6 separate regions of the Mus musculus genome follow, and regions 1, 2, 3, 4 and 5 are each linked to region 6. A link is a contact called in public HiChIP or PLAC-seq and promoter capture Hi-C data. All regions are on one chromosome and are shown on one strand. The core of a region is the stretch at or near the end of the contact, and the rest is flanking DNA. Distances in the headings are between cores, read along the strand shown.

The links. Promoter capture Hi-C pulls out the DNA fragments that hold promoters and counts their contacts. HiChIP or PLAC-seq counts read pairs in DNA pulled down with a chosen protein or histone mark.
Region 1: a promoter capture Hi-C map of the HPC-7 cell line shows a contact between it and region 6. The contact joins the enhancer-like site here to the promoter of Ythdc1 in region 6. A contact is called at or near these places in 11 of 39 promoter capture datasets (the C10 cell line, the HPC-7 cell line, cranial neural crest and 8 more), 8 of 484 Hi-C or Micro-C datasets (B cells, CD4 T cells, CD8 T cells and 4 more), 6 of 115 datasets of contacts at active chromatin or transcription factors (bone marrow-derived dendritic cells, bone marrow-derived macrophages, memory CD8 T cells and 3 more) and 2 of 9 other capture datasets (adipose tissue and liver).
Region 2: an H3K27ac HiChIP or PLAC-seq map of extraembryonic endoderm stem cells shows a contact between it and region 6, with 4 times the contacts expected there. The contact joins the promoter of Sult1b1 here to the promoter of Ythdc1 in region 6. A contact is called at or near these places in 3 of 39 promoter capture datasets (liver and stem cell-derived epiblast-like cells) and 2 of 115 datasets of contacts at active chromatin or transcription factors (epiblast stem cells and extraembryonic endoderm stem cells).
Region 3: a contact with region 6 is called in a promoter capture Hi-C map of pre-B cells. The contact joins the enhancer-like site here to the promoter of Ythdc1 in region 6. A contact is called at or near these places in 8 of 39 promoter capture datasets (the 3T3-L1 cell line, cranial neural crest, hippocampal neurons and 3 more), 2 of 484 Hi-C or Micro-C datasets (bone marrow-derived macrophages and brain), 8 of 115 datasets of contacts at active chromatin or transcription factors (the NIH/3T3 cell line, effector CD8 T cells, embryonic stem cells and 4 more) and 2 of 9 other capture datasets (adipose tissue and liver).
Region 4: a promoter capture Hi-C map of liver shows a contact between it and region 6, with 2.8 times the contacts expected there. The contact joins the promoter of Sult1d1 here to the promoter of Ythdc1 in region 6. A contact is called at or near these places in 2 of 39 promoter capture datasets (cranial neural crest and liver) and 1 of 484 Hi-C or Micro-C datasets (olfactory sensory neurons).
Region 5: a contact with region 6 is called in a promoter capture Hi-C map of liver. The contact joins the promoter of Ugt2a3 here to the promoter of Ythdc1 in region 6. A contact is called at or near these places in 2 of 39 promoter capture datasets (both in liver).

Annotation. Positions count from the first base shown.
Region 1 is chr5:86,084,279-86,089,313 of GRCm38.p6, reverse strand. It overlaps Stap1 (signal transducing adaptor family member 1), which reads right to left. Exons shown (of 9, transcript NM_019992.4): 4 at 4,869-4,925; 5 at 2,492-2,664. Among named protein-coding and RNA genes, the nearest start is that of Gm24524, 7.0 kb to the right of the region's middle. Within about 2 kb of position 2,328, at least 99 of the 459 cell types and tissues checked have an H3K27ac peak or open chromatin away from gene starts, as enhancers often do. A contact at or near this core is called in B cells, CD8 T cells, the HPC-7 cell line and 9 more, where this site is marked.
Region 2 is chr5:87,533,049-87,537,518 of GRCm38.p6, reverse strand. It overlaps Sult1b1 (sulfotransferase family 1B, member 1), which reads left to right and starts at 2,359. Exons shown (of 7, transcript NM_001382837.1): 1 at 2,359-2,582; 2 at 3,490-3,618. The coding sequence starts at 2,435.
Region 3 is chr5:86,117,518-86,122,587 of GRCm38.p6, reverse strand. It overlaps Uba6 (ubiquitin-like modifier activating enzyme 6), which reads left to right. Exons shown (of 33, transcript NM_172712.2): 29 at 90-283; 30 at 1,933-2,060; 31 at 3,168-3,255; 32 at 4,470-4,564. Among named protein-coding and RNA genes, the nearest start is that of Gm24524, 40 kb to the right of the region's middle. Within about 2 kb of position 3,662, at least 28 of the 459 cell types and tissues checked have an H3K27ac peak or open chromatin away from gene starts, as enhancers often do. A contact at or near this core is called in bone marrow-derived macrophages and pre-B cells, where this site is marked.
Region 4 is chr5:87,566,937-87,571,479 of GRCm38.p6, reverse strand. Sult1d1 (sulfotransferase family 1D, member 1) reads left to right here and starts at 2,474. Exons shown (of 8, transcript NM_016771.3): 1 at 2,474-2,683.
Region 5 is chr5:87,333,847-87,338,599 of GRCm38.p6, reverse strand. Ugt2a3 (UDP glucuronosyltransferase 2 family, polypeptide A3) reads left to right here and starts at 1,405. Exons shown (of 6, transcript NM_028094.3): 1 at 1,405-2,157. The coding sequence starts at 1,437.
Region 6 is chr5:86,802,083-86,807,146 of GRCm38.p6, reverse strand. Ythdc1 (YTH domain containing 1) reads right to left here and starts at 2,881. Exons shown (of 17, transcript NM_001347375.1): 1 at 2,556-2,881. The coding sequence starts at 2,583.

The DNA.
Region 1 (5,035 bases), core at 1,079-3,578, 720 kb after region 6:
AGGACTCCAAAATGTCCTAAGGCTCTCTTTAGGGCTCTGTTTTTCTTGTATATCTCTTTATTTATTTTGAGATGGGTCTGAAACTCACCATATAGACTATGCTGGCCTTAAACTGGCCTTAATCTACCTGCCTCATCTTCCCAGAACTGGGCTTGAAGCTAGAAGCCACGCCAGCCAAGTAGGGCTCTGTTTAAACACCTGACAGTAAGACTGTGTCTGAACTGACTCTATTTGGCATAATTTGTTGTTTGTAGGGTTTTGTTTCTTCATTTGATATTTTGAGATTAAGTTTCTTTGTATAGCCATATAGCCCCAATTGTACTTACTCTTCAGACCAAACTGGCTTTGAAATCAGAGACCTACCTGCTCCTGCCTATGCCTCCCGAGTGCTGGGATTAAAGGCATGCTTCATTTATAACTTGTGTTAAAATGTCACCCATAGTATTTTTAGACATAAAATTAAAGAATTAAAACTTCCTGTTTTAGTATTACTCAGCTATTATAAAGAATGGATTTATGAAATTCTTGGACAAATGAATGTATCTGGAGGATATCATCCTTAGTGAGGTAACCCAATCACAAAAGAAGTCATTAGGTATGCACTCATTGATAAGTGGATATTAGCCCAGAAACATAAAACACCCAAGATACAATTTGCAAAACACAAGAAAATCAAGAAGAGGGAAGACCAATGGGTGGATACTTCATTCCTCCTTAGGAAAGGGAACAAAATACCCATGAAAGGAGTTACAGAGACAAAGTTTGGAGCTAAGACAAAAGGATGGACTATCCAGAGAATATCCCACCCGGGGATCCATCCCATAATCAGCCACCAAACCCAGACACTATTGCATATTCCAGAAAGATTTTGCTGAAAGGACCCTGTTATAGCTGTCTTGTGTGAGGCTATGCCAGTGCCTGGCAAATACAGAAGTGGATGCTCATAGTCATCTATAGGATGGAACACAGGGCCCCCAATGGAGAAGCTAGAGAAAGTACCCAAGGAGCTGAAGGGGTCTGCAACCCTATAGGTGGGACAACAATATGAACTAACCAGTACCCCCAGAGCTCATATATTCTAGCTGTATATGTAGCGGAAGATGGCCTAATTGGCCATCATTTGGGAAGAGAGGCCCCTTGGTATTGCAAACTTTATATGCCCAGTACAGGGGAATGCCAGGGCCAAGAAGAGGGAGTGGGTTGGTGGGGAGCAGGGCAGAGGGAGGGTATAGGGAACTTTCGGGATAGCATTTGAAATGTATATAAATAAAATATCTAAATAAATAAATAAATAAAAACTTCCCTTTTTTTTTTTTTTTGTCTTTTCGAGACAGGGTTTCTCTGTGTAGCCCTGGCTGTCCTGGAACTCACTTTGTAGACCAGGCTGGTCTCGAACTCAGAAATCCGTCTACCGCTGGGCATAGTGATGCTAGTGATGCACGCCTTTAATCCCAGCACTCGGGAGGCAGAGGCAGGCAGATTTCTGAGTTCGAGGCCAGCCTGGTCTACAGAATGAGTTCCAGGACAGCCAGGGCTACACAGAGAAACCCTGTCTTGAAAATGCCCCCCCCCCAAAAAAAAAGAAATCTGCCTGCCTCTGCCTCCAAGTGCTGGGATTAAAGGCATGTGCCACCACTGTCCCCTGTTTTATAATGCATGTTATATTCAGTGAAATGTAATCATCATAGAAAATTTTGACAGAGTATATAATATATCCAAAGTGTTATCAGCAACTATCTTTGAGTGTAGCGACAAGAATTAATTTTAATCTTCTCTTTATTTATCTGCAATAGACATATTATATTCTTCTTGGAACAAAAGAAAAAGAAACAGTCCATGTGACTTTTATTTTATGAATTGATCCCCTGTCTAGTTTGAGCTGGCAGCATTGATTAGCAGGTTCCAGTGGACTAGGCATCTGAACATAATGTCATGAAAAAAACCAGGATGTGTTTTAATGGCAAGAGCATCAAAATCCCCAAAGGAGAAGGCCCATAATATGTTCCTCAAGAAAGAAGACGTATAGGATGCTTCAGAATCCAGGTACTGTCCTAGTACCTTTTAAAAAATGCTTTACACAAAGCTTTCCTCAGAAGGCAAGTTCAATGCTCACTGATCAACCAACTGAATACAATATTCTAAGAATTTAAAAATATTTGGTATACATGATGATAAATCATCCAGTTATAGAGTCTCACATATCTATGCCATTTCCTTCCTTCTTCATAGCAACTTTAATTTAGGTTTGAGCTCCGGAAGGAGATCTATTTAGTCTACATGTGTGGGTGGAAGGGGATTTCCTCTGTGGTAAGAGTTAGTTCAAATGCACACAACGTTGATCATGACATAAGAGAGGAAGTGTGGCAGGGCTCACAATTGGTCCCCAAGATATTTAGCATCCCTGCTGGCAACACGTTCAGGTAGGTAGTGCTACCTGGTAACTAGCAATTAGTCTTAACTGAATGAATAAACGAGTCAACTATGCACTTACTCAGGCAGTGGGTTCAGTACATCCGCATAGTCTTGTACTGGCTCCTTCTCTTTCTCCGGAGGCATAAGAGGCAGCTGATCTGTCTCAATCCTTCTTTTCTTTTCTCTCTCTAAGACTTCGTGCAGTCTAATCACTTGCCCAGGTAGAAGTGACACATGCTGAGGAACTGTCAACTGAAACCAGTTAAAACAGTAGGCAAACTAAAGCTGCAACCAAATAGCATACTGGCTTTAGTATAGAGGACCTTGTTGGCCACAAGGAGTTGTAGTGACTTAGTATCCATTCTCAAAGACAAATGGACAGAACAATAAGAAGATTCCAGTCTAACTTGGGCATTACAGTACTGCCCCTATATCAACTAGAACCTGCACAGAGGTTTGCTTGGTTGTTTGCAGAACTGGTTGGTTGATGAGCTGGTTGGTGGGCTGATTGTTTGGTGGACTGGTTGGTTGGTTAACTGGTTGGTTGGTTGGTTTATTTAGGTTATTTTGTTTTGTTTTGTATGTTTTCTTTCCATACCGTCCCTCTATGTGGTCCTGGCTGTCCTAGAACTCACTCTGTACATCAGATCAGTAATCAAACTCACAGAGATTGACCAGGTGCTGGGATTAAAGGTGTGTTACCAACATGCCTAGCTGAGATCATAGTTGATCTGGTCTTAGGTAAAAGTAAACATACTTTTTACTGTGAGCTAAGTAGCAACCAATCTCTCAATTTTTTTCTTTCTTCCTTCCTTCCTTCCTTCCTTCCTTCCTTCCTTCCTTTCTTTCTTTCTTTCTTTCTTTCTTTCTTTCTTTCTCTCTTTCTCCCTTTTAATTTTTTTGGTTTTTCAAGACAGGGTCTCTCTGTGTAGCCCTGGCTGTTCTGCTCTGTAGACCAGGTATTTGCCACCAACACACAGCTAATCTCTCATTTCTCATTCTAAACTCACATACCTTTGTAATGCCCAAGAAGTTTAGTATCGCCAGGAGATACCTTATTTTCCTACAAGTTAACTTGGAAAAGCCCCACATTATTCTGAGAACGTGGGTTTGAGGTGAGCAGGTTTACACTGCTGGGGGTTCACTCCATTTCTAGCCATCCATTCATATTTAAACATGTTGATATTGCTCTTCATGTTAGTTTCGTTGTTCTCTAGAAATGTGTTTTGAATTCCATTATCCATGTAGAAATGTGTTTTGAATTCCATTATCCATGTAAAGTCTTGTGAATTGCATTCACATCTCAAAATTTAGTTGGGAACAACCTGTGCTTTCTGGGGAAGTATGATACAACAGTTTTCTACCTGTGACCTTAGCTAGCTAGTCAGTATTTGCGGACAGCCATGTCTGGTTTATAATTTGGCCACCAGAGGAGAATGAACATTCATCAGGTAACATTCAAGAGAATCCATGTGAGTAGAAAACTTCACTTTCAATTTTCAATTTAGCTAACCCCCCCCCTCTCTCTCTCGTGTGTGTGTGTGTGTGTGTGTGTGTGTGTTGTCTAGTCCCATGCTCTTGGGACTCAGGAATGAGGAATGTCAAATAAAGCAACGGGGCAGCTCGTGCTCCTTGGGCTCCTCTGCTAAAGGCCTAAGAATGTTAGGGTAGTTGCTTCCCTTGATACTGCCTTTTCTAGCAGTGTGGTTTTGATTGAGTCACCCGAACATGTCCTACTAAATTGCTCTCAGACGCAAGTCTAGTTCCTCATTATGCTCCCCTGGAGCAATAGTCAGAATAGTGGAACATTTTAACAAATGATGTATTCACACGCAGCAAGTTGATGCTCTGCCCTAAATATGTATCAAGCAGAAAATCATAGACGAAGTAGATCTCCCTCAGCCCTTGCTCACCAATATTATTTCAGAACAGTTATCACAAGGTGAAGTGGGCTGTGTTTAGTAAAATTATTATTATTATTATTATTAATTATTATTATTTTCAAGACAGGGTTTCTCTGTGTAGCTCTGGCTGTCCTAGAACTCACTCTGTAGTCCAGTCTGGCCTCGAACTCAGAAATCCGCCTGCCTTTGCCCTCTCAAGTGCTGGGATTAAAGGCATGTGGCACCACTGCCCAGACTAACATTTGCATTCTTGACCCACCAGATACAATGAGATAAAAAATTATGACTTTCAGAAATAAAAGCATGGATTTCTATCTGCCTTTTCTAGTTTCTACATCCCAGCCACTTTAATGTACACAGCGGCAGTAGGTGTTAGCAACTATTTTACAACTAGATGATGAATCAGCAGACATTAATGATCTTCTGCTGGACGTGGTGACTCACAGTGGAAATCTTATCACCTGGGAGGTCGAGACAGGAGAATCATAAGTTTGTGACCACCATGGGCTATTGACACCTTGTCTCAGCAAAAGAAGCAGATGGCCCCCTTACCTCTGTTACTGTAAGAATGAAGCCCCTCCATTCTTCTCCACTTTCTGTGTTTTCTGTCTAGAGATGAAAACAAACATAAAGCAGAAAATACATAATTAACGGATGATCTGTACTAACTTTGAATAACAAGAATTTCACAGGATTATTTGCTGACAAAGTGGGTTCGC
Region 2 (4,470 bases), core at 1,110-3,609, 730 kb before region 6:
CTCACCCCTGCCTCTTTGAGGCTGCTCACCCATCCACCCACTTCTGCCTCACTACTCTAGCATTCCTGTATCGGTCATCAAGCCTCCATAGGACCAAGGGACTCCCCTCCCAGTGATGCCAGATAAGGCAATTCTCCATTAATGTCTTGCTATGCTGAGAATATCTAACTTCCAGTATCTGCTTTTAACTCTTTGGATTCAATAGAATGCGTTTGAAGCGTGCTGGGATTTGGGGGTGGTGTGGCAGGGTTCTTGTGAACTTTAAGCCCATTCAGGAACAAACAAACCCTTCTGCAATGTTTTCTGCCCAATCATACATCCACTGTTAAATACACTCGTGCACACTGTGAAGAGCACACCGACTGTGGTGACTAGAGTTGTGATTGTAGAACTAGGTTCATGTGTAACAGACAGAAATAAATTTTGTTATTTATTTACTGTAAACACACTTGGCTGAAAAAAAAAAGTCAATAGCAGAAACAGACTCATGTTTTCCTTCCTTCCTTCCTTCCTTCCTTCCTTCCTTTCTTTCTTTCTTTCTTTCTTTCTTTCTTTCTTTCTTTCTTTCTCTCTCTCTCTCTTTCTTTTCTCTTTCTCTCTCTCTCTTTCTCTCTTTCTTTCATGTTTTTCAGTACTGTGTCTCACAAACAGTTCTGATTAAAGAGACAGGTCTTTTCATGTGAAGAATCACTCAGTCTTAACGTCAGATGACTCAGTTACTGTCTCCTAAGGTACATATTCTTAATCCTATTTTAATCTGTTGGATGTTCCTAGAATGAATTTTAGGTACTTTAATCTTAGGTTATGTCTCTACTTGAATGAAGATTTTGTATAAGTGAAAAAAGAATCTCCATAGCTTTTCCTGCGTGACTTACAGGCTTTTTGTTAGTCTATTCCATATTTTACAGGGAACACCATGTTTCAGCATATCTGGCTCAACAATACCAACCATTGATAGCTTTTCTGTCCTCTGTCCTCTATCTGTCCTATAATACTGAACTCAGAATTAACCATTCTGTCTGTTCAGTCAGCCTGGTAACTGATAGGTGGCAGAACTGCTCGTGCATGCCTTCCCTGGTGCGGTGGCTCTGTTCAGAACTGCGTGCATGGATTGTTCTCACGGTACACACTTCATTTACTGCTGTTAGAGTTTTCCTATGTGAGGAGCTTGAGGTCTAGGTGGAGAAGAAATAATTCCTTGACTTAAAAGAAATCCCCTCACAAAACAAAAAGACTCTTATATGCATGGGTTAAGTTACAGCTCTTTTAAAACACAGGGCTGAGCCCACAGTACATAAGCAGCATGAGTCAGTGAGCAGGCCAAAGTCCATTCCTGGTGGCCACTCCTCCTTTGTGATTCTGGACAGGATAGAGCTGCTTCCTCATTCCAAATACAAAATGAAAGGCACATCTTAAGACTGGGTAAAGAGGTGATTGGGGTGAAGAACTCTTGGAAGAGGGACTGGGAAGGGGGCACAACATTTGGAATGTAAATAAAACAACTTTTAAAAAGACTGGGTAAGGAATGGTGATAATGGGTAAAAAAAAAAAAAGCAATATATTTTCTTGACACTGAATCCACTTTCGTCAATTACATATCTATGAACTACATTGGTAGAGATTAATTAAAGTGACTTAGAATCATCTTTCTTAAATTTTAAGGCATTGCTTATTACAGAGAATTTCAGGATCTCATTAAAATGTAGATCCTAAGCCTAAATTGGGACCTGGATACCGTGATTTTCTAATAAGATCTCAGAAGAGACCAATAGCACAGGCATATGTACACAGACCAGAACTTACTTCTGATATGTCAGTTTATGTTATAAATATAAAACAGTACTAGAAGCTAAATTAAAAATTAAGACTTTATGGGTAACTTAATCAAATTAAAAAGAAATCAAAATACCTCTAATTCCAAGGTGCTCATATAGCTGAAGCCTACAGTTGCATGTGTGGGCATGCACAGAGATTTATAGCATCCTGCATCATTTCCTTAAGACTAGTGACAAAGAAACAATTCCTAGAAGAGGACAAAATGTATGCAGGGTTTTCAGTGTAAAACTCAGAATGACAATAAACTAACTCTAAAGTTACCTCCACTTACACTAAAATATCAGCTAAAGTGCTAATATTTTAGTGTAAATGGAGGGTTTTTTTTCTAGAATATATCTGTCTAAAATGATTTAATTTACTGAGGCATAATCCCCCTTCTCTTAAAAGCTTATTTTGAAAACCTTTGTTATGTTTTCATAGAAGCATTTTTTGCCCTTGCCAGTCTGTAGTGTTACACCCACAAGTTACCCTTCGTGTTTCCGTGTGTACTGTGATAAAGCCAAAGTTCACTTTGTATTATATAGTCTTAAGTTTAACACTTGTCACACAGAACCTGATTTTTACTCCTTCTATTCCTTCTGTTCAGCCTGCTGCAAAAATGAGTGCCTCAGAAGACGTTTGGAGAAAAGATCTGAAGATGATCCATGGCTACCCCATGATCTATGCTTTTGCACTCAATTGGGAAAGGATTGAAGAGTTCCAGAGCACACCAGGTGACATTGTAATAACCACTTACCCTAAATCAGGTGAGTCCTTCATCCTGAAAAATCCAGGTTTAATCTGCCTTTTTTGTCTTACATTTTTCTTTTATTCATGTGTATATGTATAGCTGTTTATATGTGGGGAACTTGTGTATGTGTGTGAGTGGCCACAGAAGTGAGATGAATCCTATCTTCAGAGCTGGTATGGGGACTGTGGAGGGACATGTTAGAATTTAGAGGGAGGGATGGGAGGGGCAAATGATGTCATGGTGTTGTCATCTCAAAAAGTATTTTTTTTTAAAATAACAAAAATGTTTCATGTTTACATGTGTGAGTTTCTCAAAGTGTAAATCATTAAATAATAACCAAACCATTAAGACAAAGAGACAAAGTTTGGAGCTAAGACGAAAGGATGGACTATCCAGAGACTACCCCACCTGGGGATCCATCCCATAATCAGCCACCAAACCCAGACACTATTGCATATGCCAGCAAGATTTTGCTGAAGGGACTCTGGTATAGCTGTCTCCTGAGAGGCTATGCCAATGCCTGGCAAATACAGAAGTGGATGCTCACACTCATCTATAAGATGGAATACAGGGCCCCTAAGGAGAACCTAGAGAAAGTACCCAAGGAGCTGAAGGGGTCTGCAACCCTATAGGTGGAACAACAATATGAACTAACCAGTACCCCCAGAGCTCATGTCTCTAGCTGCATATGTAGCAGAAGATGGCCTAGTCAGCCATCACTGGGAAGAGAGGCCCCTTGGTATTACAAACTTTATATGCCTCAGTTCAGGGGAACGCCAGAGCCAAGAAGTGGGAGTGGGTGGGTAGGGGAGCAGGGTGGGGGGAGAGTATGGGGGACTTTCAGGATAGCATTTGAAATGTAAATAAAGAAAATTTCTAATAAAAAAAAAAGACAAAGAATCTGATCATGGATTCTGTTACAGGTACTACTTGGCTTAGTGAGATTGTAGACATGGTTCTAAATGATGGAAATGTTGAAAAATGTAAGAGAGATGTTATCACCTCCAAAGTTCCAATGTTGGAACTGAGTGTTCCTGGAATAAGAATATCAGGTAAGATCAGATTATAATTCTTGCAAGAGTATGCTTACCTAACATTGTCCTATTTGTAATTTCAATTCAGAATTAGAAGAATAAAGAAAGAAAAAAGAAACAGAGCATAGGTGTTTGCATAATTGTAAAGAATTACTCACTGTAGTTATAGAATTATTAATAAAATGTGCATCATCTCATCAATGAATGCACACAAATATTGTAACATTAGAAAGTAAATTAACTTATATCAATTCTATAGCTCTCATAGAACCAAAGAATGAAACTGAACAAGATATAATCATAAGAAAGATTGCCTTAGATGGCACATTCAATTCTAGCTACACATAATTACAGCCCAAAGTTATACAGATATTTTGAGAAAAGATAATGTAGAAACATGAAGCATCATGTTAATGGGAAGTGTTAATGGATTGATGCATAAAAGACCTTAGGGCAACACATGGACTAAAGCAACAGTGGAGAAAAAGGAAGGAGTGGGGTGTGAAGCAACGTGAATCATATACTGTAGGATTAAATATAAAAATGTGAAATGCTTTAAAATTTTTTAAATTTTATTCTAAACATGCTAGGGAAGACGTTGAATGGATTTAGAATTTGGGAGTCAGTCATTGAGTGGCATTTTTGTTGTTTCAAATACAAAGTCTACATAGGTGGCTATGTGAGATTGAATTTGTATTGCTAGAGATATACTTTAGATTGACTGGCTGACAGATCACCTACAAAGTATGAGGAAATTGAAGAGTGAAGGGTGAGTCCAGAAGTTTTATTTAGGTCAACCAAGTGTTCTATGAAGCCATGGGTTTATTTGGAAACTTGGGAAGGGTGAATTTGGGTAAGGTTATTAATAAT
Region 3 (5,070 bases), core at 2,413-4,912, 690 kb after region 6:
GTTGTATGCATATACACTTTGTACATTGCTTTTTACCTCATAAAGCTATTACCACTAACTAGAGAACTTTGTCTGGTTGCTCTGGTCAGGTGACCTTCAGATGACAGTGCTTTCATTTGAAAAAGATGATGACCGTAATGGACACATAGATTTCATCACAGCTGCTTCCAACCTTCGAGCCAAAATGTATAGCATTGAACCAGCTGACCGTTTTAAAACTAAACGCATAGCTGGTAAAATTATACCTGCTATAGCAACATCTACTGCTGCAGTTTCTGGCTTGGTAAGCTTATTCTTTTAAAAATGCTTGTTTCTCCCACATTATACCAACCTTAGCTTGCCGCTCATATTTTAGAGATGAAGGAATAAAAAGTTGGAAATTCTAAATTTAAAATTTTAAGATATTTCTGAAAATACAGTAAGGCATATATCTTGGTCCTACATTTATAAACATAATAAGCTCAACATAGGATATAGTTGTTCTTACTGACAGTGGTCCCAATAACGTTTCTTTCCCTCCTGGGTTTGGGGCAGTGGAAAGAATGTCCCACCCCAATAGCCAGCTGATATACAGGACCTGGAGGCCAGGGGACATGTCAAGATCCCCTGGATTTGGAGTTCAGCATGCAGAAATCCTGAGGTCCCAGAGTGAGTTACGGAAGAGTACTTGCTTTTGAACACTCAGAGGCAGTTGGACAGGGTCAGGGAAGAAGATGGGGGGTCCCTATCCTCCCAAAGCAGAACTGAGGGCAACAGAGAAGCATCCAGATAGAGAGCCTGTCAGTTTCCCTCCAGTGCTCCCTCCACAGGACTCTTGTTAGCCTCCACGCAGAGTAGGAATTCTCAATATTGTAAGTAATTGCGAATCATCATTATGAGCACTTGTTACGCTGTACTGTATTGGTACTCTAAAGTTAGAGTCCATTATCAATCCCTGTATTGATTGGTTTTAGGTTGCTTTAGTTTTGTGTTGTGTTGTGTTATAGTTTGAAAATAGGATGAAATGGTGAAATAATTTTGTTTACTATATATGGAATAGGCTGGACATATTGAATCTATTCCATTTTAATTTAATTTAATTCCAATTAAAATGCCGATCTAATAGAGAATTATAGAATGTGTAAAAAAAATCATTTGTTGCTTTTTTAGATATCTGTACAGGTTAATTAATTTCAATAATGCCATATGTGGGCTGGCTCAGAATTTTCCATGAAAGGATTACTTTGTTACATGTTTTAGAATATATTTATTTTTAAAAATGCTTTCAAAAACCACTTGCAAAGCTAAAACAAAAAATGAATTTGGATAATAATTACTTTCTCTAACATTTTCAAATTCAGATGATTAATATATTTGGGCACAAAATTTCAAAATGATGTTAATACAAATAAATTAATATACTACTAAATTTTATCTAAGAGAATAAAATAATTACATTTTTTGTGGTATTTACCCAAGCTACTTACTTGTGTTAAAACTTCATGTTGTACCAACCAAGTTTGTATATTTTTGTAACTTTTTTTATGTTTTAACTAAAGTATATGAAAAGAAAAGAAAGAAAGAAAAACATCTTTGAAGTTCTTTTTAAAATACATTGATGGGGTTGGGGACTTAGCTCAGTGGTAGAGTGCTTGCCCCTGGGTTCAGTCCTCAGCTCTGGTAGAAAAAAAAAAAGACAAAATAAAATACATTGAATGTTCCTTAGAATTTAAAAATATAATAGTAAATTACTAAAATGAAAATTATGAAAAAATAAAAAAATAAACTTTACTAAAAATATACAGGTCAGTTAAATAAGAAATGTATGTTGTTGCAATCATACATTTACATACTATTTACAGAGAAATGCTTGAACCTTGGAAAACAGCAAGACCAATTACGTTCCCAAGTAGTTTAGACTCTTCAGATAATCAGATCACCTCTCTTATCTAGGTTGCTTTGGAGATGATCAAGGTAGCTGGTGGCTATCCCTTCGACGCTTACAAAAACTGTTTCCTTAATTTAGCCATTCCAATAATAGTGTTTACAGAGACATCTGAAGTAAGAAAAACTGAAATCAGGTATGTATGAAAGTTTGTTTTGCTGAAATAACAAGAAAGAAAGAAAGTATTCTGCCTTTAAAAAGGAAACATACTGGGTTTCATCTCTATTTCTTCTTGTCTTTGCTAATCCTTCCTACTATTTCAGGACCCAGCCAAACCTCATGTTGATAAATTATCTCCAAGTAGACTAGCCAAAGAATTCTCAGAGCAGTTGATTTGCCACACCACTTAGCATTATACTTGGTTCCTAACTTAGATAATTTTAAAACCATTCTTGTCTGGTTATAGTCCTGTCTAACTGTGAAACTTACAATGTAATCCTATACATTTATTACAACAGAAAACAATTCCTTGAGGTTTTGTTTTTGACATTTCAGGTTGAACACAGCCAGAAATGCCAGTAGAAGAATCTTATCAGGAAGAGCTAATCCATATTATGCTCATACATTACTTACAAGAACAGAAAATACTGTTATCCATTCAAAGTAAAGTGAGGTGCTATGTTTCTGACTTTTACATAACATTCGCACACATGCCAAGTCACATATAAGCCAAGATAATCATTGTAGCATGTTTATGACATGCAGTGATTTGAGTAATTAGATTGTTCAATTATCAATGGCTAGAAATCTGCACTTTGAAACCCCTACAACTACTTAAAAAGAAAGGGATACATGCATGTACATACATAAACATAGACACACACAGAGAGAAAGAAACACCATATAGCATAGCTATATACCTATATAGTGTGTAAGACATGAAAACAAAACGATTGTATGAATGGAAGGAGGGGATCAGAAGGAAACGAAGGAGAGTCAGAGACATTAGTAAAAAAGCAATGGTATATGTGCATGAAACTGTACTAAACTCATTACTTTGTGTGAACTAAAGAAGTATTGAAGAGAAAATGAGGGTACTTTGTAATACATACTTGAAATGAGTCACTGCAAAAAATATACTAAACACAGATAAAAGTGGTTACCTATATATATTGACTATTTTAGAAATTGTAAACCCCACCACCATAGCATTAATTTCTAAATAATAAATTATGGACTGCAGGAAATGTATTACTACTAATGGAAATTTTAATATTTGTGTTTTTTATATACTCTGCAACAGAAATGGAATATCATTTACAATTTGGGACAGATGGACTGTACATGGAAAAGAAGATTTCACCCTCTCAGATTTCATAAATGCTGTCAAAGTAGGATATTTTCATTTCCTTCATTTAATTAGTACCTTGAAGTCTAGGGTTTCTGTGTAATGTGCCTCCTAATATATGGAATCTCTAGTATGTCCTTGAAGCTATAATAGTTCTAAATTCTTTATCAGGTTCGCTCCTGTATATACTTACGTAGTATAGTTTACAAATAAGATGTTACAAGAATAACAAGAGTATTATAGTAGAATGTAATGACAAAATTTCTTTCAAGATTGCTTACCTTACTTTACAGTAGTTTTTGTTTTTTGTTTTTTTTTTTTCAAGACAGGGTTTCTCTGTGTAGCTCTGGCTATTCTGGAACTCACCCTGTAGACCAGGCTGGCCTCTGCCTCCCAATCAGAGCCTCTGATATTTTGTTTTCTTCCCTCTGACATTGAGAACTCTCTACTTTCTAAGGAAGCACTTTCGGTTTCCCTTTGGCGTGGCTGAATTGTCAGTCTCGTTGCACATTGTGCCTTCTATCAAGTCAGTGATTCTCAACCGTCCTAATGCTGCAACCCTTTAATATAGTTCCTCGTGTTGTGGTGACCCCTAGCCTTGAAATTATTTTTGTTGCTACTGCATAGCTGTATTTTGCTACTGTTATGAATCATAATGTAAATATCTGTTTTCAATGGTCTTATGTGACCACTGTGAAAGGGTCACATGATACCCAAGGGGCCACGACTCACAGGTTGAAAAGTGCTGTATTTTGAAACAGAGCTTACTTAAAAACACTAGCACTAGAGAAGTCATTCAAGTAATAAAGACAGCTACTAAAGCAACTGGTAGGTCGAACATGCGAGTGTACTGGACCAACAATTGCTTCACAGGCTGGGTATGTTAGAGGACAGCGTCAGACTTTACCACCCTGCCTAGAATGGCATCCAGTTCAGTGTTAACATGTTTGTTCTAAGGGCTGAGTCTGCAGCTTAGTGGAAGAGCATGTGGCTGACACACATCTAGCCCCTAGGTGCAGCCTCCAATACTGGGGATGCACATAAGTTGTTTAGTTCTGAGATTTTCCATATTTTTAGGCTCTGGTTAACTGAGAAAAGTGAAACCACAGATAACCACTATAGTTTTTAACCTGTAAAGCTGTTGGAAGGTCTAGCTAATATTTGTATAAACCTGCCCTGTTTTTGGTAGCTATAAAACATTTTTACCTGTGTCCCTTGGACGAAGCTTTGATTGTTTCCTTTGATGTTTACTTCTAGGAAAACTATGGAATTGAGCCGACAATGGTGGTGCAGGGAGTCAAAATGCTTTATGTCCCTGTAATGCCAGGTCATGCAAAAAGGCTAAAGTTAACGTAAGTATTTAACGTACGTGCAGAAGAGTGAGGAGAATCAGCATGTCATTTCTATTCACACTGGAAAGAAAAGCTACTGGAATTTATATAAAAAGATTAGTCATCACCTAATCTCAACACATGCAGTTTCCCCATTCACTATTCTTGAATTCATGGTGGCTCACAACCATCTGTAATGGGATCTGATGCCCTCTTTTGGTGTGTCTGAAGACAGCAACAGTGTACTCATATACATAAAATAAGTAATATCTTTTAAAAAAAGAAAAAGATCTTTGCTCCATATGGAATTAATTGATTTTTTTTTAAGAAAAAAAGGATCTAATTCCATTCTTCATCCACTTTCTGAAGCTATTTGTTATAAAGAAGTTATCTTTTCTCCAGTATGTGGTTTTGGCATCCTTTTCAAAAATGATGTGGCTATAGATGCTTATAACTGGTTCCTCTAGTCTCTTCTTCTGATATACATGTCTGCTGCTGTGCCATTTTTATTTTGATGGCTCTGTGGT
Region 4 (4,543 bases), core at 1,225-3,724, 760 kb before region 6:
TGCAGAATAATTAGGCTGATATAGATGTCAGGCAAAGTAGGCTGGGCCAACTGGCATTTCCAGATTTTTCAATCTGGATAATTCTCAAGTGAGTAATTATAAATAAATTACCAACATCCTAGCTTTTATGAATATATACCACAGAAGTGTCTATTATATTTACTTATAAATCATTTAATTATTAAACATCAATGTAATGACTGTAAGATTTTATCTAGATATGAAAACTTAAACTGTGTTTCTCAGAGATAGCTAAAAAAGAAAACTGAAATGTGATTGAAAATAATTCTGTTTAATTTTCATATTTTGGGCTTTTTTTTTTTTTTTTTTGTCTGAAATGTAGTAAGATGTTTACCATGTACTTGAAAGTAGGCGTGAACAAGTGGTCTGCTTGAGACTCTCCATAAGAAAGACTACACTCCTCTCCTGTTTCTTTGCTAGTGTTCTTCTCATTCTGTCATAATGACAAAGTGGCCTTACCTGTGAAGAGGACCCTCTATTGGGAAAACAGCCCCCAGTGGATTAGACTGTGGAACAACCCGGGTGCATTTTGCTGATGACAACTCATTGTAGGTGGGCCATTTTTGGGCTGGTCATCCAAATTGCTCTAAGGAAGCAGCCTGTCCAAGACATGAGTAAGCCAATAAGCAGTACTTCTTCCTAAGCTCTATGGCAGTTGCTGTCTCCTGGTTCCTGCCTTGAGTTCCTGTTCTGACTTCATTGGGTTACTACAAGTTCTAAGAAAAAAATAAATCCTTTTCTTTCTAAGTTGCTTTTGGTCCTGGTGCTTTATTACAGCCCTATCAATTCTAAGAAATTCTCTGAGTCCCTTAAATTATAGACACATGAATGAAACTATCCGTCAAGGTGCCAAAAGCTGGAAGGGCTAACTACAGATATCCACATATGGGAATTATCTCAAATGTTAGCATTTGACAGAAAAAAAAAGTAAATGAAAATAAGATATATTCAAACAGATTATATGGTTAAATTAAATAAGAATACTTTCCATCTAGCATTGCCTTGATATATATTGGTGTTTTATGCCTATCAATTTTGGTAACACTTTGTAATTATTGTTTTCAATATTATTGAAATATATATTGTTTATTTGTAGTAATAAAATACATTATTTAGTTACCTGCATGGTTTGTGCTGTGATTCAATTATAGAGACAGCATTTTCTCTTTCATTATTCTTTGGATGTTTTAGATCTTTATTAATTATGCAATACAATACTGTGGTAAAGTGGTCAATTGGAGTACAGAACACCTGAACTTAGTTCTTCTGTGTGTCAATACCTGTTATGTAAATGTCCTTTACTGCTTGTACTACCAGCCTTCTAATCTCCAGTTAGAACTATTCCATATTCATCTCAATTCAGTTTTATTCATTTTCTACAACTGATAGAATTTTATTATTTTGTAAAGCTTAATAGCATTCCATTGTATATACACATGCATGTACACACAATTTGTTTTGTTTAATGATGTTGAACATCTAGGTTGATTCTGTATTTATCTCTACTGCAAATAAAACTCTATCAAACACATTAATATGGCTAGTTTTTTAATGTGCTAGTGTTTTTTCCTTGGGATATATATATATATATATATATATATATCCTGGACATATATCTTTTATATTTTCCATACTGACTATATTAATTTAGATTTCCCACAGACTACAAGTATTTAAATGTATTTTCCTCTATATCCTCTCTGGCATTATATTTTGTGTTTGTGAAAATAGGCGAAATAAGTAGAATAGGATGGCTGGTATTCCAGAGTATTTCATAACAATATTTTCCTAACGGAAATCTAATGTAGTTGGACGAAACTTGATTTTTTTTCTTACATATAAAATCAATTGTCAAACCAGTGTGATTGAAACATTTTGTCACAGGGATGAGCCACTAAAGGTTGCATGAAAAGTGAGGGTAATGACTGTCTTACTTTAAATTTACATAAACTAACTTTCACAAATGCTATCTCATTTTTTTTATAATTTAGCTACCATTTTAATAAATTGCTTTCTGACAAATATTCTAGAAATATAAGAATATTCTAATCATGTACTCGTTTTCTTGTTTCTACCACAGTGGTTTATTAAAACATGTAATCTGTTCTTCAAAGAACATTAGCATTACTAAGAACATAACATTAGAAATGAAAGAAACTTGAGTGATCATTTTTAATATTTACTTTTTGACAAATAATATAAATCAGATCCATGCAAAAGATTTATGTACTAGGAATATAACACTGTCTAAGAGAATAATGTGTTGATTGTCGTGAGTTTGATATTTATTTTGATTTCTATGGGACAAAAAAAAACATCTTTAGGTTTAACACAGTTCACCAGTAGGTTCAGGAGACTATAGTCCACTGATCAGTTAATAATTGACTAAGAGTAGCTGTTAACAACACGCAAAACATGGAGGTGTGCCTAAAGTCTTATAATTATCACCCTGGGGAGTTTATACTCATGGGGCATTTTCAGTAGGTAAACAGGGGAGCGGCCTTAGGGAAATGAACATTGTTCATCATTTCTTAAGCTTACCACAACTTAATTTCTTTCTCACATTACGTTGTGAGCTACCCAGGGACATCATCCTTTTAAAGACTTTTCGGTTCTGATTCTTCATCTGAGAAAACTCATTTAAAGCTCCGAGAATTTAAAGGTAAGATAAACTTGGTTGTGTTTCTTCCATAAATATATCAGCTGTGACTTTTTAAGGTGTAGATTTTGAAAATATGGATTATTAAATTTATATGTAATACTTAAAAGATCGAAAAATTATAAAACATCCTTTTGTGATCTAAGAAAGTCCTTGTTCTGTGTTCTGTGATTGTCAGATACTGATCAAATCACAGATATTCCACAAGGTTTAAAGAGCAGTACCTAAATTATCTTATGATAATTTCATACTTAGAAATCACTCTAAATGAAATATCACTTTCTATATAATCAAGTAGAGCATAAGATATTACTTAAATTATTAGTAAGGTAGGCTTATATTTTCTAAATTATCTCATATGCTTTTTAATATACTGTATTTAATATGTGTGTGAAGCTCATTATTATGGAATACAATGAGTAAAATCAACCTCGTTGAGACAGTTTATTCTTCCCCAGATTCTTAACAGAAATTCATACCATTTCACCTTTGTTTTTCCTTTGCCAAGAGCCTTGGCATAACTTGGAGTTTCTCTTGTAATACTTTGTATTATTTGTTGTTCCAAGTCTTATAATACAAATTTAAAATAGTTAACATTACAGGACCTACACTTACCTTGCTCTAACCAAATTCTGTCATTTGTTGAAAGCAAGTACTTTTGGGAGGATTTCCAAAGAATACTTAATATTTCCTTGTTATTTTGCTCCTTAGCTAAAATGAGATAGTTGGAATTGACACATAAGAACCTTGTATGAACTGAATAATACACTATATATATTTTAAAGAATTCCAATTGTGCATGTTTATGACCTAGGCTCTTCATACATATTATGTTTGTATAGCTTAATGTTCTTATTGATCTTCTAACCGTGGGAGCAGGATTGTTTCTGACTTTTTTGTTTGCTTTGTTGACCCTTTTTCTCCTATTGGGTTGTTTTCTCCAGCCTTAATATGAGGGGAGGTTTCTAGTGTTATTGGAGCGTGATATGTCTTGATTAGTTCATATCCCTGGGAGGCCTGCCCTTTTCAGAAGTGAAATGAAGGAGTGGATCTGGGCTGAAAACTAGGATGAGCCTGGGAGGGAAGGATGAAGGGGGAAACTATGGTTAGGATGGAATGTATGATAGAAGAATAAAAGTTATTTTATTCTTTTTTTTCCTGGAGTCTTCCACTGCAATTAGGCTTCACCAATAGCTTCAGAAAGGCTCTCTTCATGGTGCCAAGCCTCAACTCCTTTTCATGACCCCATTTGTCCTGGGTGAGGTTGTACCTTCACCAATGGCCTATCCTGTCCTCTCAAAACCTACACTCACAGTGACACACTTCCCCCAATAAAGTCACACCCACTCCAACAAGGCCACACCTCCTAATAATGCCACTTACTCCCTGGGATGAGCATATTCAAACTACTACAGTACTAATTCCTAGGGATCTCTTAGAAAGCTTAATATTGGTACTGCTTGTTAGGCAGTTGTTCGGAATTCTCTTTAAAGAGTAATACAACTCCTCAGTTTAGCTAGAATTTAAAGCTAGATTTTTGAGGAAATAACAGAATCCCTCAGCTCATGCTAAATTGGAGGCAGGAGTATGATTAATGGTAGATTTCAAGTTCTTCCCTTACCCATAACAGGTAAGAGAAAAAAGAGAGGTGCCTTCCTTCATCTAGAATCCTGTTGAAAAAAGTAAAACAGGGTCATCATCATGAGTGTTTCAAAGTTTAGGAAAAGATGTGCAATGCATCCTCAATAGCCTAACCTTAAGCTTATTTTCTTTCTTTTATCCTTTTGTTGTTGTTTGTTCTTGATATTTTATTTTAGTTCTCCCTTTCCTTGCTTCCCACCAAACCCTCCCTTATACTCATCC
Region 5 (4,753 bases), core at 156-2,655, 530 kb before region 6:
AAAGAATTCTCAACTGAGGAATACCGAATGACTGAGAAGCACCTGAAAAGAAAGTTCAACATCCTTAATCATCAGGGAAATGCAAATCAAAGCAACCCTGAGATTATACCTCACACCAGTCAGAATGGCTAGGATCAAAAATTCAGGTGACAGCAGATGCTGGCAAGGATGTGGAGAGAGAGGAACACTCCTCACTTGGTCACAGCAGGACTGCAAGCTTGTACAACTACTCTGGAAATCAGTATGGTGGTTCCTCAAAAAACTGGACATAGTAGCAATTCCTCTCTTGGGCATATACCCAGAAGATGTTCCAACTGGTAAGATGGACACATGCTCTACTATGTTCATAGCAGCCTTATTTTTAATAGCCAGAAGCTGGAAAGAACCCAGATGTCCTCAACAGAAGAATAGATACAGAAAATGTGGTACATTTACACAATGGATTACTACTCAGCTATTAAAAACAATGTATCTTTGAAATTCTTAGGCAAATGGATGTATCTGGAGGATATCATACTGAGTGAGGTAACCCAATCACAAAAGAAGTCACTTTATATGTACTCACTGATAAGTGGATATTAGCCTTGAAACTTAAAATACCCAAGATACAATTTGCAAAATGCAAGAAAATCGAGAAGAAGGAAGACCAACATGTGGATACTTCATTCTTCCTTAGAATAGGGAACGAAATACCCATGGAAGGAGTTACAGAGAAAAAGTTTGGAGGTGAGACAAAAGGATGGACGATCCAGATACTGCACTACCCGGGGATCCATCCCATAATCAGCCACCAAACGCAGACACTCTTGCATATGCCAGCAAGATTTTGCTGAAAGGACTCTGATATAGCTGTCTCGAGTGAGGGTATGTCAGTGCCTGGCAAATACAGAAGTGAATGCTCAGAGTCATCTATTGGATGCAACACAGGGCCCCCATGGAGGAGCTAGAGAAAGTACCCAAGGAGCTGAAGGGGTCTGCAACCCTATAGGTGGAACAACAATATGAACTAACCAGTAGCCCCAGAACTCGTGTCTCTAGCTGCATACGTAGCAAAAGATGGCCTAGTCACCCGAGGCCCCTTGGTCTTGCAAACTTTATATGCCCCAGTACAGGGTAACACCAGGGCCAAGAAGTGGGAATGGTTCGGTAGGGGAGCAGGGTGGGGGGAGGGTATAGGGGACTTTCAGAATAGCATTTGAAATGTAAATGAAAAAAATATCTAGTAAAAATTGAAAATAAAAAAGAATATCCAGCTATTCATAAGGAAATGGTTGTAATCTATATAATATTAGTCTATGGTGTTTTATTGGATAGAACTCTCTTGAGCTCCGTGTCTTTGTAAGTTTAAAAGTTAATAGTTAATTTCTTTCTTATCTAAATTATTACTCAACTGAACAAACCCTCAATCTTTGCGAAACAACTTGAGGAGGCACAATATGGTCTCTGAAAAATGTGTTGCGGCATTTTTTCTGCTGCAGCTTTGCTGGGCCGGCTGTGGATTCTGCAGCAAGGTCCTCGTGTGGCCCTGTGATATGAGCCACTGGCTGAATCTAAAGACTATTCTTGAGGAGCTTGGAGCAAGAGGGCACGAGGTAACAGTCCTGAAATACCCCAGTATCATCATAGATCAGAGTAAACGTATTCCACTGCACTTTGAGAATATTCCTTTGCTGTATGAAATCGAGACAGCTGAGAATCGTTTAAATGAGATTGCAAATCTAGCTGTGAATGTCATTCCAAACCTGTCACTGTGGGAAGCAGCAAAAACATTACAAGACTTCTTTCTTCAAGTAACTGGAGATTTTGAAAGTATTTGTAGGAGTGTATTGTACAACCAGAAATTCATGGACAAGCTACGGGATGCACAATATGATGTAGTGGTTATAGACCCTGTCGTTCCCTGTGGAGAGTTGGTGGCAGAAGTGCTTCAGATCCCTTTCGTATACACACTGAGGTTCAGCATGGGCTACTACATGGAGAAACACTGTGGCCAGCTTCCAATTCCACTCTCGTATGTACCGGTTGTCATGAGTGAGCTGACAGACAATATGACCTTCACAGAGAGGGTGAAAAATATGATGTTTTCACTGTTGTTTGAGTACTGGCTCCAGCAATATGACTTTGCATTCTGGGATCAGTTTTACAGTGAAACCCTAGGTAAGAGTTTTCATACTAAGCTAGTTGTTAAATGTTATTTTAATGCTTAGTAGATGTTTAAAAACAATAACAAGAATACATTTTATAAATTTTGACTTTCGTGTAAAACTCTACATGTGAAAGTAATAAATCACTTATAGATAAAGAATCAGAGAGGCAAAATGAAGTCCTTTTGCTATGTGGTTGTACTCATTAAACTGTTTAATAGTATTTCAAAATTTAAGAGCTCATTATCAGTTCTAAGAGAAGTGATCCACAAATAAATATCAATGGAATGCAACATGATTTTATTTGTTAGATACAAGGAGACAACTAATTCCAGGATGTGAAATGTACATTTTAAAAAATTGTGGGTCTCTTATTGGTAAACAATACACTACTGCAAAAATTAAAAAAAAAAAACTTTTGTGCTCGTAATGATATGAAATATAAATTAATTATATGAGAAATATTCAGTGTGCAATGCATGGTTTTGAATTTTATTACACAATTATTTGCAACCACCGATTATTGGTCTTATATTTATACCATTCTTCTGCTAATTGAGGTGCTTTTTATTTTTATACACGTCACAAATTAAGGGTGAGTCATGGAAGACTGTGGTTAAACTACCTTGGCAATATATTTCAATCAAGAATTGAACTATTAAATATTTTCATGCAATCACCATTTTATCTGTTTGGTGTTTAATATATCATTGAGATTCTTGATAAAAATAAATAAAACTGAATGGAATCTGATAGAGTCAGTCTCAGAGTAATATCAGGTTGAAAGGCAAAAACCAGTCATTCCTAAGAAAACAGAATAAAATTAAAAAAAAAAGTAATTGCTTGTGAAGTGAACATTTTTACTGTATTTTAATCTCTGGAGAAATAGGATTTAGAGATTGATACTCTTTCCATATTTCTGTATTCTACTACCTCAAATATAAACTACTCTAACAAACTTTTCAATATGACAGTGTTAATAGTGAGGTTGTGATGTGACAGAGCAAATTACAGTGCTAATCAGACATAAAAGGGACAGAAAGATCCAAGGTAAATCAATGTGGCCCTCTGCTGCTCTAGTCATGAGTGACACCTTGTCATCTCTTCTCAGCAGGGCCACAACTGAGAGAAGAAAATATCGTCCTGTATGACAGCTACTATTTTCCCTATAATCAAATAATGTGAATTGCCCATCATTTTATGTAAGCTTCATTTATTTAATTGCTAAGGATACTAAACACTTTAAAAGACATTCTTTAGTTGGTTTTGTGTGAGACTTCGGAGAAGTCTCATTCCAGGTCCAGCACTCAAAGTTTTATTTACTTTGATTGTTTTCTTGATGGATTTTTTTATATTCTCGATATTAATATGTTATCTGATATTTAGCTGTAAACTATTCTGAATCAAGATTCTAGGATTCCCCTTCACTCCAGTTCTTCCTCTCCTTTTTGTTTTACAGGTCCCATTTGTCAACTGAAGTGCTTAACTTCGTGTGCTTATCTTTGTAGGATTTGGCCTGTTTTCTCTCATAGTTTCATGTGTTATAATTTTCACATTGAGATTTTTGATGTATTCGGAGATAGTGCAAGGTGACAGATACAGGTTAATTCCACTCTTCTCATGCCAAGTTCTCCCACCATTTGTTGAAGTTGTGTATTTTTGGCATCTTCATAAAAAAGGAAGATGGCTGTAGTTATATGCACTCATGCTTGTGCCTTCCACTCAGCTTCTTACTTTGAATTTGCCTTTGACTGACATCATCCTCAACAGGAATGCTGTAGTTTGATCTGTAGATGGTATCATTAGTTGAATATTGAGGTTATCCTAAAAGTTGAAGGGGGAAAACACAATGTGAGTGTTCTGGCTATATCAGAATCTGCTTTTCAATTCTTGTCATGAACCGTCTGTGCCTTTTGTAATGATACCTGCTTACTGCAATGGAGTAACATAGACACCTTAATTGAACATACTGTAATGCATTTGGTAGACTATAGGCCTACTCTCACACTATGTACCTTTCCAAGAAATTGGAAGTTTCTACAAAAAAAATCAATTAGTAAGCAGCTCAGTGTTGGTGTATCAAACAATCCTTCTCTAATGGCACAAAAAAGGGGAGAAGTTCTAATATTTGGGTAGCAAAGTGCCTAAGTCAGTATTTCTATTCCTGCACAAATATCATGACCAAGAAGCAAGTTGGGGAGGAAAGAATTTATTTACTTTACACATCCAAACAGGTGTTCATCACTAAAGGAAGTCAGGACTGGAACTCAAGCAGGCCAGAAAGCAGTAGCTGATGCAGAGACCACGGAGGGATGTTTCTTACTGGCTTGCTTCCCCTGGCTTGCTCAACTTACTTTCTTATAGAACCCAAGACTACCAGCCCACAAGGAGCCCTCCTCCCTTGACCACTAATTGAGAAAATGCCTTTCAGCTGGATCTCATCGAGGCATTTCCTCAACTGAAGCTCCTTTCTCTGTGATTACTCCAGTTTGTATCAAGCTGACACACAAAATCAGTCAGTACGCAGACTGAGTAACAATCTATGAAGATCTGGTGATCTAAAATTTATAGTTCGTTTAGTGTACAGATTTTCTCCTTTTTAGTATTTA
Region 6 (5,064 bases), core at 1,632-4,131:
TCTTTGTAGACTATATCCTGTAGGGATTCAAATAAAATTCATGTAAAATGTTTATCAGAAAAGATGTGCATTTCTTCATCATAGAGAAAAATCCATGGAATACACAAGGTGCTGTTGTTTCCCAGTATTATTTTTAAAAAACTCACATTAACAGTCAACTTTTTGGACAAATCAACACAAAAATAGCAGGGAGCTGGTAGACTATCCAAGTATAGAGGATTAACTGAAACATTACAGGAATTGATGTTTATTACAAAGCCCAATAAATTAAGAATTCCTATGACTCTAAAATTCATTGTGATTAACACGCATAATTGCAACTTTCTTATTTTCTGAGACTTGTTTTTTAATCAAGAGTTTCCAAAAGTTATGAATTTATTAAAGGCTTAAGTTTTAGCATGATTAAGATTCCTTTTTATGGGACATTTCTCTTCTCCCATAAAAAGGAATCTTACCTGCTCCAGAACTCATTCTGTAAACCAAGCTGGCTTTGTACTCAAGAGATCTACTTGCCTCTGCCTCCTAAGTGCTGGGATTAAAGGCCTACATTGCCACCATTATGACTAAGATTCTTATAATCTTCGTACTTTCCTGTTAAACACATAACAAATGATACAAATTTCTCTTAACATTCTCACTTTTCTTTAAGTATTACTTATTCGGTTTTTTTGTTTTGGTTTTTTGTTTTTTCGAGACACGGTTTCTCTGTGTAGTCCTGACTTGTCCTGGAACTCACTCTGTAGACCAGGCTGGCCTCGAACTCGGAAATCTGCCTGCCTCTGCCTCCCAAGTGCTGGGATTAAAGGTACTTATTCGTTTTAATACTGACTTTCATAGGTGAGTGACAATGATCAAGTAACACTAAGCACTTCCAGTAGGTATTTACTAGCTGCTAGTATAGAGAAATAATCTTGATTTTAACTATAAAAAAGTCACTTGTACCAGAAAATTCAAATAAAGCACAATTAGAAAAATTAAGTTTTAAAAAACTATTTCCAAATATTCTAAGCATTGGTGACGAATGACATCACAACTCAATAATCGAGTTTTTGTGTTTAAAGTGCATCTTCAATATTAAGTCCACTTCTAAAAGCAAATGATCATTACTTCACTGTGCATTGTTGTATATTACTGATTTCTAAATTATCTTCACTTTAATAGAAACTATACTGACAACTGAATTTTAATCGCTTTTGTGTTTGGTTCATCTACCATGGCAGCCACCAAAACTACTAAGTCATAAATCTTATCCTGCCAATCAAAGGTTGAAAGGATCTTCAGGTTTTTTTTTTTTTTTTTACAACTGACTTTATATAATAAGATAGTCCTTTATTCACTATCAGAATTCTTCCTTCACAGTCCTTCAGAATGTCTCGAGGAACAGGTTTAGTTTCAGAATAAAAAATAAACTGCAATGTGTGCATCGAGAATTGCTTCAACTGGGCAGTGATGGCACATGCCTTGCACTCAGGAGGCAGAAGCAGGCAGATCTCTCAAGTTTGAGGCCAGCCTGTCTGCAAATCAAGTTCCAGAACAGGCAGGGCTACATGGAAACCATGTCCCTAAGGGGGGGGGGGGGGGGAGGATGCTTATGACAAAGACAGATCTTTAAACATATTCCCACTCAAGACAGACCAGAAAAGTGGAAAAAAGCTTTAATGACTGTTCAGCCCACTTAACAAATCTCCACCTCAAATTTAATGAGCCACAAGCAGAGATTTGTGAAATGCAGGGCAGCAAGTGTGCACTATTTTCTTCTAAGACTGTCGCGATAGTCCCAGAGCTGAGAACTCTCTCAAGACTGCATCCCATCTAGACGAGTATCTTCTATGGTCTGGATCCTATACTGGCATCTGTGGTCTCTATATAGTATTTCAGAAGAAATGACATTTTATCAACTAAAATGTTTTCTTTTTATCTTTCCAAGTCTCTCTAGCCTCCACCTACGTATTCCTCGCTGAATCTTTTGAGAACTCTGCACTATTCTGGGAGATCCGTTGCTAGGACTTTTGGAAGAAGGGGCATGGGTGTTTGTTTGTTTGTTTGTTTTTTTCCTAATATCTTTCTTTCCAAAGTAAATACTCGAGGAATAAAAGAAGCGATTCTTAGCTTATCCAAAAGATCAGTGAGAAGCTACTTACAGGTATTTCTCATGATTAATAATCCACCTGAATGAATTAAACTAGTCTACTCACTAGTCTAACAATGCTAACTGTGACGTTATTTTCGAAAAAAGTCAACCAAAAAGACGACAGTTCAGAAAAATACGCATTACATCCGCATAATCCGGCCAGGAAACGTGCCCGGGGGCAAGTTCCTCAAAGCAAGCCCTCTCCCAACCGCTCCCGGGAGTGACGAGAGAAGCAAAGCCCTGGTCGAGGTGGGAGCCGCCGCAGAGACGAGGACGCCGGGCCCAGCAGGCCAGGCCTCGCAAGGAGCGGGTCACGATGCGGCCGCCTGCTCTGCGCGAGGCCCTAACCTCCCGCCTCGCCCGCAGGCCGCGGCTCCTAGGTCCCCTCGCCCGGCCGCCCCGAGGCCCCGTCCTCCACACTCACCTTTCTCCTCCCGGCTGTCGGCCGCCATGGCTGCCCTCCGGCTTCCGCCGCCGCCACCGCCGCCGCCGGGACGCGAGTCGCGCGGGCGCCGCAGACGCGGCCGCAGGCGCACGAGTCCGTCCGTCAGTCCGTCCGGCGGGCCGCGCGCTTCGACCTGACCTGCTCCACTCAGCTTCCTACGCGCAACCCTTCCTCCCGTGCTCTGGTTCTCTTCCCGCCTGGCTCTCTGGCCTCGGTCGGCGCGGGCTTCAGCCTTCCTGTTGGGGTTCGGCCACCACAGAGACAAGGGGGAGGAGAGAGACACAGATGGCGACGCCGGGCGGCGCTAAAATGGAGCCTGCTTCCTGCGCGAAACAATCCCGCTCCCGAAATGCCTTGCGCTGTTTACGCTCTGTGCCTCTCGCGGAACGTCACAGTGCGGGGAACCGGGGCGGGGGCGGAGGCGGGGACGGGGACTGGAGCGAGAAGCGGGACGTAAGAGGGCGTGACTTCGGCACGTCGTCCCGCCCCGCGCGCAAACTTGACGTCCAGGGAACCGCCCTCGTTCCAGAGGATAATCGGTATTTAGGCTTCTCTGCTGTGCTTCCTACAGCTCAAGGATGCAGACATCTCACCAGAAACGTTTGGAAGGCCTTGAATGGTTAGTGTGAGACACCATCAGAAAGGGTGTTATGTCTTTCTTTGGTTTTACGAGACAGGGTTTCTCTGTGTGGCCCTGGCTGTCCTGGAACTCACTCTGTAGACCAGGCTGGCCTCGAACTCAGAAATCCGCCTGCCTATGCCTCCCAAGTGCTGAGATTAAAGGCATAAACCACCACTGCCCGGCTATGTCTTTTTTATATATTTAATTTTCTTTTATTTGATTAGTAGTGTCTACTACTTCTTTTTAAATATTGTTCTAGGACCAGGGGTTAAGAATAGCTTTATTGTTGGGTGGTATTTGGGCTCATCTTTAATCCCAGCACTGGAGAGGCAGAGGCAGAGGCAGAGGCAGGAGGATCCCTGTGAGTTCGAGGCCATCCTGGCATACAGATTGAGTTCCAAGACACCCATGGCTACACAGAAACCCTGCTTCAAAAATAAACAAACAAATGTGTTCTCCCTCAAAGGAAGTCTGAGTTTATCTTCTAGTTAAGGCAGCCAAGGTTTGAGTAAACAAATTGAAAGTTGTGCTGACGCCAGGAGTGGTGGTGCACACCTTGAAACCCAGCATTCTGAAAGCAGAGGCAGGGGAATCTCTGAGTTAGAGCCCAGCCTGGTCTATAGAGTGAACAGTACTGGGATAGCCAGGGCTACAGTGAAACCTTAGCTCAAAAGAAAAACAAACAAAAAAAAATGGAAAGGAAGAAAAAAGACAAAAGGGAAAAAGAAAATTGTGAACTTTATTAAAAAAAAAAAAAGCTAGCTAGAAAAGGGTGATGCATACCTTTAATCCTCCCATTAGGGAGGAGGCAAGCAGATATCTGAGTTCAAGAACAGCCTGGTCTACAAAGCAAGATCCAAGACAGCCAGGGCTACACAGAGAAACCTTGACTTGGAAAACAGAGAGAGAGACAGACAGACAGACAGACAGACAGTTGCTATAGTGATAAGACCCCTTTTTATGGAGAAAAGCTAGTACAGAGGCCCTCCTGTGGAGGTGAAGACTGATGGTAAAAGATAAGAGACAATAACAAATAAGCACTAATTGTCTTCGGAAAGCACATACAAAGACTTTATGAAGATCTGAGGGGCATTCCAGTAACCAGGAATGGAGGTGAATGAAGATCTGCGGGGCATTCCAGTAACCAGGAATGGAGGTGAATGAAGATCTGCGGGGCATTCCAGTAACCAGGAATGGAGGTGAATGAAGATCTGCGGGGCATTCCAGTAACCAGGAATGGAGGTGAATGAAGATCTGAGGGGCATTCGAGTAGCCAGGAATGGAGGTGAATGAAGATCTGCGGGGCATTCCAGTAACCAGGAATGGAGGTGAATGAAGATCTGCGGGGCATTCCAGTAACCAGGAATGGAGGTGAATGAGAAGACAAGTACTGAGATGATGTTTGACAAAAGTCACTGCCCACTGGTGGTGGCATCACATGCCTTTAATCCAAGCACTTGGGAAGCTGAAGCGCAGATCTCTTGGATTTTAGGCCTGCGTAGTCTAAAAGCAAGTTCCAGGACAGCCAGGGCTACACAGAAAAACCAAACCAAACAAACAGTAGTACGAGATCTTCAGGGAAAATAACTTGGAGTAAGCCTACTGAAAGGTAGGAAGTGAAAACACCCTGGATACTCCAAAGAACCATCCTATAGAATGTAAAAGCAAGTCTACACACGTAGACTTGTAGTTTGAGCTGCTTGTCAGAATCCCTTGGATGATAGTAGAAGACCAGCCAGTCACATTTACCACTTTTGGTTTTATTTCTTGGGAAAGCCTCACTTTCTCAAAAAGTATATTCTTGACTCTCTAGAATTCCATGACCCTCATGCGTCCACCTCACAAGAGCCGGTACATCCTAGCATA